Linked DNA regions of Bombyx mori: all the other regions are linked to region 1. A link is a contact called in public Hi-C data. All regions are on one chromosome and are shown on one strand. Each heading gives the region's core, a stretch centred on a gene start, on an enhancer-like site or on the middle of the called end of the contact. The rest is flanking DNA. Distances are from core to core; before and after follow the strand shown.

Region 1 (3,922 bases), core at 614-3,113:
CAAAAAAAAATTTCTCGTCGATTGTATTACACAAAATAGCGGCTACTAAGTTCTCTTTTTTTTAAGGGATGTTATGACCTGGTAACTGAGACCTTTAAGTCATGTCTTATTTTAATGTATATTCATATTTTTATGACAAATTATATTATGGAGTGAAATGAAATGAAGATGATTAACTTGAGACATTAATCAACTGGGATGAAATTAAATGAAATGATATGGGATGAAATATAATTTCAGTAAAATGGTGGTCATTTACTAAGATTTTTTCAGTGGACTTTTTGGAGGATCCCGAGAAGTTACGTCCAGCGGCTTTGTTTAATTTTCCCACATTTGTGCACTTTCATAGATATTAAACAGTTAATAAACCACCATTATTACACATTTAAACCCGAAGAAACACTAAATAGACAAAATAAAACAAATCACACAACTTCACTCCTCGCGTTCCCGCCAAAAATTCAACTAAGCTATCGATTTTTTAAGGTGTTGCCAGTGAATTGGTATCAAGAAATAGGTTTAATTATGTAACTAAAATTTTTTGGAGCGAACATAAAGGCCCATTCCACAATTATTTTAAAAGTGCTTTCACGACAGTGAGATGCTGCCTTTAAAAGAGTACAATCGCTCAGAAAATGAATCTTTGTTTAAATTTAATGGGCCCTATTAATCATGAGCACTATGTCTAGATGGAAATGATGTGGTAATCTATGACTCAGATTAGACAGATATCGAGGTATTTTTTTATAACTAAGCAAATGCACCGTTACACAACATAGTCTAATAAAGTTATTGGAATATGTGCTTTATCTCATTGAGGTAAAGTTCTTCATGTAAATTATAAGTATGACAGGTGAACGTGTTACTAATTCTAGTTCTTAATTAGCGCAGTGCACCTTTTAGACTGTCAGAAAGTTACAGTTTAATAAAGGTTATCGCTTCTTACGCTAATTTTTATTAGGTTTCGTAACAAATATAATGTAATTTTGATTGTAATTCTGACTATTATCATTATTAAAAATAATTTAATCTTTAACTATGTAGTTTAGTTACAAAACAAAAAAGATACACACAAAAAAGCTGGATCGATTCAATGCCTTCCGGCTTGAAGGGCTGGGCAATCGTTATGCAAATGCAATTCAATTAGGTTTAAATATTATTTATTTCTCGTAATAACATAATGTTCACATTAAATTAAATATAAGGAAATGGTAATCCACATTGGTTTGTCAATAAAATGTGTGCCAAACCAAAATCGGCGTTTTGTTATCTGTACATAAGAAACATTTTGGTTTGGTTTTAAACATGTTTATGTTGTTGCATTATTTAAAGTCGTTTGGTAACTGGTACAGCTGTGCTCTCTCAAACAATATCGTTTTCTTTCCATAGTTGGTTCAGGACATTAACGACTTTGATTTTATGCTTAGGTTTTAGGTTATGTTTCTTATTTGTTGGTTTAGTTGTTAATTATATTGTATTGAATTTTTCATTGAAATTTTAATTAGAAGCTACAGCATCTGAAAAGAGTTATATTAAAGAGTTCTTTCTTTCGATTTTTTTTAATTTTCTTTCGGCTTTTTCCTATCTAAGCTGATGGTCTAGACTCTAGATATCAAGGATGCTATCATAAAAGATGCTCTGCCTAAAATATTATAAGTATATTAGACAATTAAAATACAAAGCATATCATTAATTCTATTCTTTTAATTATCTGCATTAATGCAATGACAACCACGTATGTACATAGTACGACAATAACTTGAAGTAAATCGTCATGTTGCCCATAACAGCGAGACAAGGGTACAATTAAGGCGGCGACACACTGCACCGTGCAGCGCAGTTAAGGGTGAGGCTGAACACTCCGTGTCGGTCACAATGCGCCAAATGACGGCCGCCCGGTACGTAAATGAAGAATATTGTCGGACTCTGTGAATACTCCTTAATGACGCACCGACATCGCGTACCGTCGTCACCCACACATTTGCGACGATTGATAATTTATAATTATTGGTTCATTGTGTAATTAAGCTTTTATAAGCGCCTAGATATTAAAAACTCTTTTCTATAGCGAATGAAAGATTTTTCCGAATAAAGAGATTAATTCATGAATATAATGAAACAAATACTGATAAGATTACATTTAACTTAATCGGATTATCTAATGCTGATCTGAGATTCGTTCAACATCGAGTTCACTTATTCCATATTTTAACTCGTTTCTTCTTTTATGTTTATCTACTTACTACCTAATTACGAGTAATCTAGGTGTTCAATTCGTAATTGATAAGAATGTGCTTTTTTCCTCTGCCTATTCGCTGGTAGCCTATGAGGCTATTTCAGTTACGCCCGGACCGGTAGGTGACTGGCTCAACCTGAGAGAAATTGCTAACACTAGCCCCAGCAAGAGTAGTGCTTCGCAGAATCTACGACCGGTTTGGAATCGCGACCCACTGAGAAGATCCGACAAAGAAACTCAGTGGGCTGTGTCTATGGGCTAGTTCGTTCGTCGAGCTCTTCGTCGTAATCGACGAGTTCGACGAGGACGGTGACCGGTGCTTGAAGGACCTAAAAGCACCGACAGTGAATCCAGGGGATCGGATAAGACATGTTTTGGGCAATGGAGGCTTTGCGTTGCACCGTCGCGGTCGTATAAGATAAATGTGCTTAAACGCGTCAGATTTATATATTTATGAAAATTATGTTTCTACATTTAATATTTTCTACTTCTATTAACGTAAGATATCTTCAAGATAAAATTTATTCTTCAGGTCTATTGCTGTTTGTAATGCAGGTCGGCTTTGTATACAGATAGTACTTAGCAAGATTTTTTCTACACCGACCGACATCTATGTTAGTACTTTTTGTGGATCCGACGCAATAGAAGCAGTTTTTTGGTCATATGCGCATTAGATTTTAGCATGAGGATTATGAGCCTACCTACCTAACTTAAAAAGCTTAACCAGATATTAGATAGAATTTTCGTGACACACGAACTAATTCTTCTTCCTAGTCGTTTCATTTTTGACAGAGTGATTGTGATCATTATTTAGTATCGGGGTAGATTTAATGTGCCTTACAATGTCCCGCCATCTCTCCCCGCTCGAGGTCATCCTACTGCACTCATTTCACGAACGAATTCACTTACAAATGAACGTACTCAGTTTCCTTATAAATATCTTCAACGCAGCAAAATAATTCTGTTATAGTTTTAAAGCACAATTAAAGAGCATAAAAATTACACAAAAACAACAATAAATTTAACATTTATTTCATTATTCATTTTCTAATACATAATCGCGGTCCCTTTTTTAACAGTTAAAATCAAACCCGCAAAATTATAATTTTCGTAATTACTGGTGGTAGGAGGACCTCTTGTGAGTCCGCACGGGTAGGTACCACCGCCCTGTTTATTTCTGCCGTGAAGCAGTAATGCGTTTCGGTTTGACGAGTGGGGCAGCCGTTGTAACTATACTGAGACCTTAGTACTTATATCTCAAGGTGGGAGGCGCATTTACGTTGTAGATGTCTATGGGCTCCAGTAACCACTTAAAAACCAGGTGGGCTGTGAGCTCGTCCATCCATATAAGCAATAAAAAAAAGTTATTTAGGACCTGAAGTTCATATTTAGCGATTTGTCAAAACCACGTAAAAGTGGTATGACGTATTCAATGGTTTTAAACCAGCAAAGACCTATGATTAATGATAACGTACAGAATAACAAAAACATTGTCGTGATATTGGTTAAAATTTGGATACTATTCTCATCAGTGTTTTATTTTGGTGCGATATGGTGAATAGACCTGGTCGTTTTTATTTTTAAAGTAGAAATGACTCATACGTCTACTACGCTACGTCTAGCCAACTGAGTCTCTCGCCGGATCTTCTCAGTGGGTCGCGATCACGTCATAACGGATCCTCCCGA
Region 2 (3,922 bases), core at 388-2,887, 110 kb before region 1:
TAGATATTATTTAAAATTAAATATTTTCTTTAAAAATAACTATTTATGTTACTGCTTAGCACCGGCCGACAAGAAATTTATGTCACTCAGAACTTCGTTGCCTTTGTTTGCATTTGCGGAATGAACATAGACAATTTACAGTGATTATGTTCAACTAAAATTTAATAATATTTGCTTGCAATCGATTATAAATCATTCAAAATCGCCAAGAATCCGAATGTAATGATAATCCGATATGTAATGATTTTGATTATAAAATAAAACAAGTTCTTAATTTACAAAATTGTTTATTTTCTCCTCCTGTCACCGGCTCTCTTAGGCTAGGTATGTAGGTATGCTTCTCTTTGTGTACTGGTAACACCACAAGTGTTTTGTCTTAGAAATTGAATTAGCCGTGAGCTTTAAATGTAAATACATTTCATTTCAAACCTCAAGCTTCTTCATTTTCTATTAAACATTAATATTAGATGGCAAGACTGACTAAACGCTAACATTTTATATATTTTTTTTTGTCATTATCAACTAAACGTTTTGATATGAATTACTTTTTGAAATCGTTAAAACACTGGTCTAACATTGATTAAGATTTATAACAGTTAAAATAATAATTTCCTAAGTGTACACAGCAAGGAATGTTAGCGTTTAAAATTACTTACATAGTGTTAACATTAAAATCGATTCGAACAAGTCCAACCGTTGAAACAATCATTAATAAGTATTTAGAACGTTTCTTATTCGATTTTAAAAGTTCAAAAATGTTGGCATCATAATTATTGCAATGAAGTTTCGCGCCAAAACTTTTAGGTACAAGATGTGTCTACTTACGTCTAGAAAGTTACGCTAATATTTACAACCCGAACGAAAAATATTGACGAGCATTCGATACAGCTCATAACATGAAGTAACTTAGTCGACAAGAATATTTACATAGCAAAATTGCAAATCACAGAGACGCGTGTAAAGTTAAATTAATATTTTATTGGTACTCAATTCTGGCAAGATTCGATATTAAATACAATTGTATAACAAGATTAACTAGTACATTTTAAACATTGTTCGTACTTCACTATTTAGATTATGTGATAGATAATCTGAAGTGATTTGCATAAATGCTGACAATAAAGTATAGATATTAACAATCATTGCAGTTCGATGGATCTTAACCGTTAAATTTCATTAATACAATACAACCACGAGCTTGTAGTATACGATATACTAGAAGTAGACAACTACATTACGTAAGATATGCCATAGAAACCTTCACGACAACATCCCTGCTATCACTTGCTATCAACATAGATAACACTCTTGTGTCATACACATCCGTTTTGTTAAACGCTTATTAAGTACCAGTAAATGGAAATTTTTACACACAGCGAATTAAGTTTTACATAAATTGCCATTTTCACAACCGAAATTAAATATGTATTAGGTACTAAATATATAACTTAACAGTTCAATGACATTAGGGCAAATGTTACTCGCTGGCGTGACTACGTGTCGCCCGTTTCAGTGAGTGAACATTCGCTACTGCCCGTGTTAACAAAGTCTGTGGCACAGCACTATCACACTGTTTCGTCCTCACTGTTCTGAGGTCGAGACTCCAGCGATGGGGTTGTTGTTAAATCGAGGGCCGGCTCCTGATCGTTTGCGGGATACGCCGTTAGGGATGTGCTCTGTTGACCGAACGCGTCCAAGGGCGTCACGAATGGAGGGGGGACCGCTGTCGTATTCGACGGTCCCGTCACATATGACGAATGAAAAGTCGGCGCTACCGGCGGTGTCCAACTGGACACGCTTGGTACTTGAGAATTAATGCCCGACGTCCTCAGATAAGAGCATGCCATCACCTGTAAACAAGAAAAAGAAAATAAACTTTAAACATTCATTAGATTCGCAATTACGTAGATCGAGTGCAATCTCCGGGAGTAAAACACGAGCTTTCATTAATAATGAAGTATGTATTATTATGAGATGAGAGGCCTAAAGAATCGGTGACTGGTGCGGGGTGTAGGAGTGGAGGCTCTTCTCTAATCACGCTAATGGCCAATGCGCAGCTCCAGGCCTCGTCCGCCCGCCTCATGGAGGCTTTCACGCTAATGCAGAACGGGCGCAGGAGCAATTCCCTCCTAAATCGTATCACACGTCTCTTCGGCTGACGGCTACTTGTAACTTTTACAGATCATTACCTTATAGGTTTCAACGATAGGAAACTTTGCGTCGGTAGAAGTCTATGAACATATTGTGATTCATATCGTGATACCGTAAAAAATTATTTAAACAGTTTTAGTGTTTATTTCAATAGCAGCATAGTCGGAATTCTAACTATTACTACTACTAGCCAACAATGAGGATTTCATAATAAGAATTTATAAAAAAAAACATTAACGATTTTTTGTTTACGAATTATTATTAGAGAAATTGTTATGAATTTATTATAACTTTCACAGTATTGCCGTGCAGACATCTTTAGTTCAGTTGTTGTTCATGTTAACATCTGTTCACGTATAAGGGTGTTTCGACAATGTTCAATTTAAATATTTATAGTCTTTGATCAACCTTGACGAATCTTATTATGCGAAACCAGCTCGCGAGGTCTCGGACTAGACAAAAAAAAAACTATACAATGTTCTCCTTTAATCTTTAGCTATAAGACAAGCATATTCTTGCATTTTAAATCAGAACCTTGTATACAGACTTTGAACAAGGTGAACTTAATTTACCCGACGCCCTTGTGTTTCGCAACTCATGTACTATGTGCTTAATTAAAACGTTCACTTCAACGCTTTAGTGTTCAACGTTAGGAATTATGTTACGATTGTTATTACTGGTGGTAGGACCTCTTGTGAGTCCGCGCGGGTGGGTACCACCACTCTGCCTATTTCTGCCGTGAAGCAGTAATGCGTTTCGGTTTGAAGGGTGGGGCTGCCGTTGTAACTCAAGGTGGGTGGCGCATTTACGTTGTGAATGTCTATGGGCTCCAGTAACCAGGTGGGCTGTGAGCTCGTCCACCCATCAAAGCAACAAAAAAAAAAACGATACTAATTCTCATACAACTCCCGAGTCGTCGCAGTGTTTTGATCTGTTCTCGAATGATTTACACGAAGTTTATTCGGCAGACCGCTGCGTGCATAGGGGCCCGTTGCGATTAAAATATAATTAGGCGGCCGGCAATTGTTTCACGATCGAGCCAGATGCTGAGGCTAAGTAAATTAAACAGCCGTACGGGGCTTCCAATTATGTGCGCCCGGCGGTCGCTGCAAACATGATTATTACCTAATAATAGAACAAGGAAACAACGTGAGGGGGCTTTAGTGTAGTCGATTAATTATTTCACGCCGCACTGATTGTTCGGTTACTCAAACCCGAAGATCGATATTGAGTAGGTTACGTTTTATTAGTACAATTAGCGACAGAGTACTACGGCGCGACATAAATCACGTTTACTTAGATGTAGGTACTCTCCGTATTAATGAATTCAAACGGGCCGCGATAATTGCGTACCTAATTACGAGCGGCCGGAACTGTCTAATTTATCACTGTCGGATTATGAATTAGAAATGGCGTTAATTAAACATGTATATTATTTATCTGTACATGCAATACGTGTTTGTTGTATTGCCCCGTACACAAAAGCGAGATTCGTAAAATGAAAATAAAAACGTGAGAATATATTATTTCAGTATTAAAAAAAATTTCATTTCTTTATTTATTTATTACACTTCATGTAAAATTTACATTTGCGGATTTAATGCTTAAGGCATTCTCTAACAGTCAACCAAAGATAGTGTAGAGTATACTACTAACTATACTGAGATCTTAGAACTGATATCTCAAGGTGGGTGGCGCATTTACGTTGTAGATGTCCATGGGCTCCAGTAACCTCTTAATACCAGGTGGGCTGTGAGCTCGTTCACCCATC
Region 3 (3,922 bases), core at 937-3,436, 92 kb before region 1:
TATTTTAATTTTAGAGAAATACACTTAAGACATAATTTTCAGTATTTATTTTCGTCACACATTTTATTAGTATTTGATCGATTTGCAACGCTTAGTGCACTAACCAATTTTTAAGCTATTGCATAGATTTTATCACGGGCTTTGAGCGCGGCGATGGAATCCGCCGAATTCCGTAACGAAAATAACCTGACACCCCCAGTACGCCTACTATGTAGCTCGCGTTCAACACATTCACACGTTGCGCTTGTGTAGTGTTAATAAGCGCGTGGCGTGACGTCACACTGCATGCGCATCATGAAAATTCTGCCGATCTCTCTCTCGCGCGGTCCAGCTTATGAGTGTGAAGGGGACAGTTAATGTTTTGCTTTTATTAATGTTTAATATAGCGTGGTCTTGTTTTATTATTGTTTTAATATTAAATTATCATTGTCTAATTATAATTACATAAGTTGATAAAAAATGCTAAGCAATAGCTTTACCGCGGCAGTCTCCGAGTGCCACTCGTCTTTTTTTTTATGTTAGTGTAATTACTGCTAATCAATAGAACAAATGAAAAATACTTAAGTTCTATTGGGAAGCAATTAAATTACATGGATAGTTGATGCTTTATTGTGCAGTCGGAATACGACAATTTAACAGGAAATTAAAGCTGGGACCGCAAGCCGCGGACGTCATTTCGCAATAGTTTGTCCAATTTATCAGTATCGAGAGCCGTTCGGAAATAATCGTAATCGAAGCGAGTTGCCGAACAATATGGACCGATGTCGGGCTCTCTAATTGGCCCTTACCTGGAGCGCACTCGAGAATGATAAAGCCCCCATTAGCCGCCCTATTATTTACCTACTCGTCATTAGCGTAGACTTCATTAGGATAACGAGATAACGGAGTCGAAGCTCGAGAGCCAGGCCCTCTAGTATTTTGGTGTTTTTCAACGGAATTCCAGGAAGGAAGATTTATTGAAGAGAACAAAATTAGCTAGAGGTTTCTTTATAAATTAGTCGTATAGTTAGTAAGTATTTTGTGGTCTAATAATGAACAAATAGGTAACGGGGACCACAGGGGCGCCGCATTATTACACATGTTATTAAGATCGGTATCGCATGCAGCCCTTTGCAGGAAAAATGGACGCGTCGAATCGTTGGCCGCTTCACAAAAAACATATCGAATTTATTGTTAATTATAAAAGTCGAGCGTCGAACATTAACGGCGAGATGCGATGCCGAGATAATAGCGCATCTATTTATTTATTATTTAGGCATCGGCTGGCGCGGTCACGACTCCATATTGTTTCGCTGTAATGCCATTAATGACCTCGGTTTAAAGTTGAAGTGTTAATTTGATTTAAAATTATGTCCGCGATTATAATCTCACGTTCAACTTTCGCCCTAAAGCTTTAATTACGACGGTTGATCCCCGATGGAGCGGTGCGATATGTTCGGTGCTCCTTCGTTTTAATATTAGCCCCTCATACCTGGGTTAGGGTTGTCTTTAAAAAAAAACAAAAGTAGATTACTTTCGGTTCATAACATATTTATTACTAACCAAAGAAGTTATCTAGTTATTGAAAAGTGTATTTTATTAAATAATTATAAATATCCCGTGAATGCAGTTTCTCTTCGTTTTCAATATGAGAATAGGACAGGCGTTCAGCCCTACTACGATAGTAAAAGTTAAATGTAAACCACACAGACTAGTAAACTCGGCAGCAGTGCAGCTTAATGCGCAGGTTGATATAATAAAAGTAAGATTTAATGATTTTAATCTCATTTGCATCATTACTGGATTTGCAGTTTATAGTACGCTTGCGTAGTTCAACGACAAATTATGCAAATGGCGGTCCATACATGTGGTGAGTTAGTGGCCATTTTAAAAATACGAATCCATTTATAAATATTGTTTTATTTAAGTGAATTTTGCAATGAAAAAGCTATGTTATAGGAGCTATTTATATACTGACTTATGTTGAAAACTAGATTTTAGATATCCTTAAAAAAAAATTTTTTTATTAGAATATGCGTTGGAAATTTCTAGATCGGATTACGCGCGTTCATTAAAAACGTTAAGAACGAACACCGATCGAATGAAACATGCAAGAAATGGCGGGAAGAGCCCGGGGCGCTCGCAGAGTGAGTTACGGGCGACGTCCTCGTAAACGTCACATTAATTAGCATGCCCGCTAATGAGGAGTTATGGCGCTCTAATGAGAGGACTTGTACTCGACGTATTTATTAACGGTCGGCCCACAGACGGATATATAGGCTGGCCGTTCGCACGTCGATCCGATTGTGTCAATAGACGTGCCAGAATTTAGATGCTTGCTCGTTGGTGCCGTAATAATGAGCATTTTTGAGTTATTACATTTGTTTTGATGGCGTTAAATTATTTTGCTTTTCTTCGTTACGATAATTTATCAATATTTTAGATGCTAATTGTGTAAATAATTAGTATTTTATGAATTTAATAGGGATAATTAAAATGCTTATAAGATAAATACGCCTAATTGTCACATGCAATAGAATACTATTTACTGTATAAGCATAGGTACTTTCACAACTTTTTTAATTTATTTCATAAAACAACGTGTTTTCTAAATTTAATTGTGGAAGACTTCCAGGCGACCAACAAGATTATTACAGAGAAAATTGGCATTGCACAACATCTATGGATATACTCAGCTTCTAATTCCTATTTGCGTTGCAATTTTTGAGTTGTTCTCAAAAGAAAAAGGTGCTATTTAAAAGAAAATCGACTTAAAATCAAAGTCAGTATTAATTTCCTAATTAAGTTACATGCTTCATCCATCTATCGTAACAACATACTCTGTGCAATTTAGAATAAGATAAGTGTGATTCGATGTTACACATAGCTTCGAGAAAGAACAAAGCGTGCATTACAGCCCCCACAAAAGGAGGGCGAAAAAGACGTTAATAATATTCGTCAAAGCACTCTGGTTACATTAAATCAATTTGCCCTTTCCGCGCGGTAAGTAGCGAACGGTGTAATTGATAAGTTGAAACCCTTGTAGCGAGAGGCTACAGTTTGGCACTGCCAACACTCAGCCTGAGTTTCGGCGTCACGTGCGGTATCGCGTCTTTTCTCTCTGGATGTTCACCGATGATATTGTCATGTATTACATGATTATTTAAATGTATTTAGAATTTTCTGTTCCTATTATACTGTCTCGAGACAAATGAATATAAACAATGTTTCTTTCTAACGTGATTCGACTATGCTTTTGAGATTGGTCGATGTATTTATCGAATGCGGGAAATTCGTAATGATACATTCAAACAAGCATACAATTTATTACAATTACAGTCCAATCACATAATGCTTCGCAACATCAATATTTAATTTGTGGCATCAGACGTGTACGGTGATCATAAGGAGTGCACCGGAACAGATCCAACGACAATATCCTAATTCACTCGCGCGAATGTAATCCATTAGTCCACCCTCCCCGCTTCATCCGCCCCCGCCCTGCCGCCCTGTCATTCATAAACCTCCATATCATTTGTATTGGCACATGTTTCATATGACTAATGGGCGGGCATATTAAATATAAAAAAGAGGTGCTTAATACCGTTTTGGTGATTGAAAATTTTAATTTCGATGATGAGTTCCATTTGCAGTTGTGCAATTTGGGTGATGAAAGAAAATAGAAAAGTAAAACATATAAAGTGAAATACGTTTATGTTGTCGAGCTGAAATAATACGATTGAATTTCATTGTTTCCCCTTTTTAACGTATCTATTACTTTATGAATGTATATTTATTGAAAATTAGCTATTGTCTAAATTACTCGATAAACAAGCAATAACTGAGTTAGATTTATACAAAATATATTTATGTACAATATCTGGTGTTAATGTATTGTATAAAAAATCTACAACATCCGTCACGAATAAAATTAGATTAACGA

The links. Hi-C and Micro-C count contacts between places; a contact is called where the count stands out from the background.
Region 2: a Hi-C map of whole pupa shows a contact between it and region 1, with 2.7 times the contacts expected there. The contact joins two enhancer-like sites. A contact is called at or near these places in 3 of 7 Hi-C or Micro-C datasets (middle silk gland and whole pupa).
Region 3: a Hi-C map of midgut shows a contact between it and region 1, with 2.0 times the contacts expected there. The contact joins two enhancer-like sites. A contact is called at or near these places in 3 of 7 Hi-C or Micro-C datasets (middle silk gland, midgut and whole pupa).

What each region holds. Positions count from the first base shown.
Region 1 is chr4:5,530,333-5,534,254 of ASM3026992v2, forward strand. All of the region lies in intron 1 of LOC101743645 (LIM domain transcription factor LMO4), which reads right to left. Among protein-coding and RNA genes, the nearest start is that of LOC119628475, 46 kb to the right of the region's middle. Within about 2 kb of position 1,864, at least 8 of the 8 cell types and tissues checked have open chromatin away from gene starts, as enhancers often do.
Region 2 is chr4:5,419,559-5,423,480 of ASM3026992v2, forward strand. It overlaps LOC101743645 (LIM domain transcription factor LMO4), which reads right to left. Exons shown (of 5, transcript XM_021349987.3): 5 at 271-1,850. Among protein-coding and RNA genes, the nearest start is that of CPR57, 15 kb to the left of the region's middle. Within about 2 kb of position 1,638, at least 5 of the 8 cell types and tissues checked have open chromatin away from gene starts, as enhancers often do.
Region 3 is chr4:5,438,500-5,442,421 of ASM3026992v2, forward strand. The region is part of intron 4 of LOC101743645 (LIM domain transcription factor LMO4); the gene reads right to left. Among protein-coding and RNA genes, the nearest start is that of CPR57, 34 kb to the left of the region's middle. Within about 2 kb of position 2,187, at least 5 of the 8 cell types and tissues checked have open chromatin away from gene starts, as enhancers often do.